Linked DNA regions of Sus scrofa: region 1 is linked to region 2. A link is a contact called in public Hi-C data. All regions are on one chromosome and are shown on one strand. The core of a region is the stretch at or near the end of the contact, and the rest is flanking DNA. Distances in the headings are between cores, read along the strand shown. Region 1 overlaps AOAH (acyloxyacyl hydrolase). Region 2 has its middle 58 kb from the start of AOAH.

What was found. Hi-C and Micro-C count contacts between places; a contact is called where the count stands out from the background.
Region 1: a contact with region 2 is called in a Hi-C map of fetal skeletal muscle, with 1.9 times the contacts expected there. The contact joins two enhancer-like sites. A contact is called at or near these places in 2 of 47 Hi-C or Micro-C datasets (fetal skeletal muscle and skeletal muscle) and 1 of 2 datasets of contacts at active chromatin or transcription factors (skeletal muscle).

What each region holds. Positions count from the first base shown.
Region 1 is chr18:37,493,178-37,496,460 of Sscrofa11.1, reverse strand. All of the region lies in intron 7 of AOAH (acyloxyacyl hydrolase), which reads right to left. Among named protein-coding and RNA genes, the nearest start is that of AOAH, 78 kb to the right of the region's middle. Within about 2 kb of position 1,955, at least 8 of the 83 cell types and tissues checked have an H3K27ac peak or open chromatin away from gene starts, as enhancers often do. A contact at or near this core is called in fetal skeletal muscle, where this site is marked.
Region 2 is chr18:37,357,776-37,360,685 of Sscrofa11.1, reverse strand. No RefSeq gene overlaps it. Among named protein-coding and RNA genes, the nearest start is that of AOAH, 58 kb to the left of the region's middle. Within about 2 kb of position 1,450, at least 2 of the 83 cell types and tissues checked have an H3K27ac peak or open chromatin away from gene starts, as enhancers often do. A contact at or near this core is called in fetal skeletal muscle, where this site is marked.

The sequences.
Region 1 (3,283 bases), core at 706-3,205, 140 kb before region 2:
TTTGTTTTTCTAATAAAGTATTACCTTTCCTTTATTTAGTCCCTTGTTTCTTCACTGAGTTCCTACTAATGCTAAGCACTGTGGTAGGTACCAGGGATAAGTTTACCTAGAAATGGAATTCCTGCTCTCCAAGAGCTGTCTCGGGGTGTGGGAGATTGACAAGGAAGCGGCCAGAGAGGAAGAGGGTTCAGGAACAGGCACCCATGAGTGCAGAGTACCAAGGAGGCCAGCTGAGCAGCCAAAGCCAAGCTGTGAGATGGAAAACTTCCCACCAGCGTGGACACCTCCATTGTATTTTGAAGGCACTAAACCAAACAGGATGGGAGCAGGGAGAGGCCTGGAGCAGGAAAGGCGTTCTTACTAGAGGGGATTTTATGGTAGGATTACACAATAGAAGACCTGAAGGTCTTGTCTCTACCACCTGCTGACTGTTCTAGTGGGTCTGGCAGTAAATGACCTGGAACTTACTAACTCATCTGAAAATGGGGCTCAGAGTCAAGGGACAGACAATGAAATGGCTCTGAGCCTGGCCTTTGGAACTAGGCTACTGGGTTCAAAAGTCAGTTTATCCATGACTAGCTGTGACCTTGGGCAAATGACTTTCCGTCTTTAAAAAGGGGACAAGTAATGGTGTCTGCCTAACATGGTTGCATTTATAAGAGCTCCCAGGGCAGAGGCAGTACCAGATAACTTTTCTTATTATCACTCAGCCACAGGTTGAAGAATAAATGAGGCTGAGTTTAAATGTGCAATAAACTGCAACCTGGTACAAATTACACTAGAAGCACAGTGCGTTTCAGAAAGAAGAAAAACATACTGCTCTTGCTTTTTCATAACAGAAGAATTTCCCTTTTAAATTTTGCCAGGAAAATCCCTGGCCACAGCTGCTCTTGAATTCAGTTTACCAAAGGTGGCTCAAGTGAAGAGTTGCCGTTTGGGGTTGTGCTGGCCCAGGCTGGACACAGAAAATGCGACAGTGCTTTCAGCAAGGCAGGGACAGGGGTCTCAATTCAGTGAGAACCGGGCATGATGAAATAATCAGGGGCCTGGGGACCTGGGCGCATCTCAGCCCCGCCAGCATCTTCTTTCACATCTATTTCCCCTCCATCCTCATGTCCTGAGGCGCTCTGCCTCCACATCTATTCATGAAAAGGGGTGTTGATGACTGCTTCTGGGATCCAGGCCAGAACTTTACACAGCTGCCTCGTAGGAACTCATGTGGGCAGATGAAGCAGGAGAAGTTTTTAAACTCTTGGATCCCTCAGAAGCTCTGAATGTGGGTCAGAAGCATAGCCTTCTCCTCTCCTGAGATACTTTCAAAGCAGACAGGGAGTGTTCAGTGGACTCGGCTTCCATGAAGCTCGTGAGATGAAGGATAACGGGACGTAGGAGAAGTGCCTCTGCTGTGGATTGAACTGTGTTTATCAAAAAGATAGGCTGAAGGTCTGACCCCTGGTCCCTGTGAATGTGAACTTACTTGGAAAAGAGGGTCTTTGCCCAGGTTACCAAGTGAAGATGAGGTCATTAGAGTGGGCCCTAATCCTTTATGACAGGTGACCTTGTAAAAGGAAAAGAGAGACACACAGGAAAGATGACCAAATAGGAAGAGGGAGGCAGAGGCTAGAGTAATGCAGGTGCAAGCCCAGGATGCCAAGGATGGACAGCCACCACTGGAAGAGGCGAGGAGGAATCTGACCCAGAGTCTCAGAGGGAATCTCAAAAGGAGCAGAGTCTCAGCGGGACCCTGCCAACACCTTGCTTCTAGACTTCCAGCCTCTGGAACTGGAAGAGAATACATTTCTGCTGCTCTAAGCCACCCGCTTGGTGGTGTTTTATTACAGCAGTCCTAGGAAACTAATACAGCCTCTCAGTCCAAATGGGCAGTCTGACTCTCACCCCTGAGAGCTCTCCCTTCTAACCCCTCTCGGTGAGAGCCAGGCTGAACTGGAATGGGCTCAAGTGACAGCAGCTGCCTGAGGGAGAGTCAGAATTAAAGCAACAGGGGCCAGGGCAGATGGTGTGCTCTCAGTGACTGTCTCACAGAGAAGGTACATTATTTGAAGTCATTAAAGCATCATCTGTACATGGAGCATCTAGGGTTTGACTCCTGAACGAGGACATGAGCTCTGAGGAGGACACAGCCAACCAGGAAGCTGGGAACATGCTGCACTCTCCTGCCAGGTCTCAGGCCAGGGAGTCTGCATTTTAAAAACTGCCCTGTCTTTGCAGCGCCAGGACATAGGTTCTATTCCCCTCAGCTGGGCATAGTGGGTTAAAGGATCTGGTGTTGCCGCAGCAGCAACATAGGTCACAACTGCGACTCGGATCTGATCCCTGGCCTGGGGAACTCCATACACCTCATGGTTGCCAGAAGAGAAAAAAAAAACAAAAAAAAACAAAACTCCCCAAATGAGTCTATAGCTTGAGTTTAGATATGGGGCAACTGAGGCTCAGAAACATTAAGTGGCTCAAGTCCTCAAACTGGCTCAAGAGGCAGCATTGAACAGGAGTCATGGAAGTGGATGTTTCTAAAGAACAAATGGGTCCCAACATATCTGGGGGTGTATCTTGGGTCCTTGTGGCTGGGAGAAGGTACTTTTGTAAGACTCAGTTTCCTTCTCTGCAAAATGGTAATAATAATAATCCCTACTTCATGGAGTGAGAACTCAGTGCACTTCAAGTTCAGCATCTGGCCCCTAGAACAGAGGCATACGCTGCTTGGCAGCAGCTGCCGCCCTCGTCACATGGGAAGCAGGCTGGTGGAAGGTGGACCTGTGCTATTTTACCTCTTTGTCCAACGTGACTCTCAGGACACTGTTCTGTCTTTTAATGTTTCGGACAGTGACTACTATGCCACTTAGCTAAACTCAGACTCAGTGGAGCTGGAGCATGAGATTTTAAGCTGAGACAGGAGGGCCTGAGAACTCTGGACAGCGTCTCTGCAATTTAAAACCCTGCTCATACATATCAGAGCTACATATTTTAGGTAATAGGTGGGGACCTGTGAAAAAATGGTCCCTTTCAAGCCTTGTGAGTGCCTTGCTCTAAAGATGCTCAAAGAGTCCTTGCCATGGCAAATGGCTGACCTTGGCTGTATCTTACACAGCAAGGAGAGGCTGTCCCCAAGTGCAGTGGGAGCCTGCACTGAACCACTCACAGGTCTCACTGGCAGGCAAGTTGTGTTCCAGCCCAGGATGTGAGTCAGTTGGACTTGGAGGTTCAAAGATGCTAGTATTCAGTATGTTTCCAAAATGGGTTGTTCTGAGCTAATTTATCTACTCGT
Region 2 (2,910 bases), core at 201-2,700:
TCTCTCATGTCTGGGCTTCCCAGGGCTATTTCACAGCTCTTTGTCTTTTACAGCGAGATGAACATTTACTGTGGAATAGAGGGCTTCATTATCTCCCGTACACATTTGTATTCCCCGCTGAGCTCCAAAGTCATCTTATGGGTCTTAATTTTTTTTTTCTTCTGGAACACTACCTGAAGCTAGATGGTTCATTTCTCTGGAAATTTTTCCTCTCTTTTCCTCTGTTGCCTTTACAACAACCTTTAATGCAGGAGTGAGCAATGTCTATCTCCAACTGCTCTTAATTTGTGTTCTCCCTTCATCTAAGTAATTGATATAATCTGTCAATACAAAAGCCAGATCTGTCTGCCTGCCTGTCTGTCTGTCTGTCTGTCTGTCTGTCTATCTATCTATCTATCTATCTATCTATCTATCTATCTATCTATCTATCTTTCATTAGAGGCTATTGACATAGAGAAGCAAGAGGTGGGCTAACTAGAAGTAGAACATTTTATGTCATTTTTTGGGGGGAATATATTTAGCTTTCCGCTGTTGGCTATGAGTTGAAAGAAAGGGCAAAAATCTAGGGAAGCTGGTGGCCTTGGCTACATGCTGACAGTTCTGGGCCAATTACTGACCAGGTGATGGTTTGGCTTCCCAGCCTGGTTGCTACAGAGGTCGAGGGCCAGAGTTCTACTGTCATACATGGCTTGACCGTTGTTCGTTTGCATGCTGTCTCGCATCCCTAAATAATAGTTGAGGAAAGTAGGGACAGAGTAAGTGACCTGGTCAAGGCACTGGAGCCAGTGAAGGCAGAGTTGGGATTTGAATCAGGTGGGTCTGTGGTTCAACCGGAGCTCAGGTCACCAGGCTCTAACCCAGCTCTGCTTGTCACCTGGGGCATCTCCCAGCTCCTCCCTTGCTCATGTGTGATCCAGAGTTGCTTCACTCTCTTTGCCTCTCTTCATCTAAGTGAAAATAAATGAATAAATAAATAAATAAATAAATAAAAGCCAACTCCCTGGCTGGGTTTTTATGAGGCTCCAAGGAAATAACAGCTGCAAAGTGCCTGGCATGTGGTAGACACTGTGAATATGTATCTTCCTTTTGAGAGACCAAGAATGAACTTTGTAAAAATAGGTTGGTTTGCAAGTAAGGCAGATAATTCCTTGCATTCCCAAATCTTTTTGTTTGTTTGTTTGTTTTTGACAAGGACATTTGGGAAATTTATTTGAAACATATTTCAGACAGCTTTTCTAGGAAAAGAATAAGGTTTATGGCTATATACGCCCACTACTACTTTTAATAAAATGTCTGAGCACCTAGCCATCATTTCTTCAAATCCTTCTCTTGAAATCATCACAGCTTGAAGACATTTCTGCTATTTTTCTTACTCTGGCAGCCCCCACAAGAGCATCTGCTTTCTATTTACAGAGCCAAACCTGCAGACCACGAGCCAGTCTGATTAATTAGAAATTACTGTAGGGGGATGCCTTCCCCAAACACAACAGTGACTCTTTTTTATCCTCTCAATAGTAACTAGCTTGTATCCCCCAAATTAAAGCATTTGACCTTCAGAGTTGGCTTATTTCAGATCCAATCAAAGACCAGTAATTGGCCTGGCCACATTCTGCTTACTGGAGAGGCTGCCTGAACTACTTTGGGGAATGGAATGGCTCAAACCAAACTTCTGAGAGTCTTGGAGAATTAAAATGTAAGAACCTTGATATTTTCAAGGAAATAGCGCTGAGCTCCTAGGGACAGAATGCGCAGGGGAATAGAATAAAGTTTAGACCAGACATAAGGGCTTATTTAGAGCAGAGTCTGCTTCTGGCTCTGCACACTCTGTGTGTAACCTGAGTGGATGGCAACCGTCTAGAGAGCAGCACTCACTCTCCTGGGATGCGATGAGATTTAAATGGAATGACAGGACAGAGTGCCATGATAAACTCCACCCACCGCAAGAATGGCGTGCTATTTCCAACTGCCATCATACCAAATGGCACCAAGATCCCACAGGGTAATTCGCCAGTGCAGACCACAGCCAGAGGATGGATTTTGGCTAAACTTATTGTCAGAAAACCCTTTGATTTTGTAGAAAAAGTGAGAATCCAGTGCTTTAAGCTTGGCCTATAAGCTGGGTCTAGGAATAGAGAGCAGCCAGGTCAGGGGACTCTGAGAGAATATCTGGGAGAAGATGAAACTGACTTTATTCCTGATGTGCTCTAATGTGTTGGGAGGGGACTTAGAGAAGGGACAGATAGTCTGGGTAAATAAAAAGACAACAAAATTAAAAATCAATCCTGTTGTTCATTTCATAGAAAACCAATAGTTGTGCATATTCTATGTGGCTCATTGAGAACAGTTTACATGGTTATAATGTCAATGTTAAATACTGAATTATTAAGAATTTTGATTAAAGTATAACGGATTTGAGGAGAAGTGTGTGCATCTGTATGAGAGAGATGGGAGGAGTGAGGGAGAGTGAGAGGAGGGTGGTGGAAGGAAGAGTAAAAAAGAAGTAAATCCTTATTTCCCTAGTAGGAAATCAATTTATGCTGCCTAACACTGAAAAATCACAAATAGTGTTAGAAAGAGGATATAATATTGATACACAGGTAAAAAACCAAGAGCAACAGTTTAAAAAGTCACAAAAGGTGGACTCCTGGAAATAAAAGTTTGAGATTGTGACTAATGAACAAGAGATGGTTTTGGTTTGGTGTGGTTTTGGTAATGATTCTGGTAGAACTATTTAACTCTACATGTGTACATGTCTAGCTTTGATTAAAAGACTAAATTATAAAAATGATGGTCTTTGATCTGGAGGTCAATGACAATATCCTTCTTTTTTTTGTCAATTTATTGTTCTGACTGGACTTCACGATTAAGGGAGAAAAATTCTTTCTGCTTGTGATCACGCAAGTGTATGGT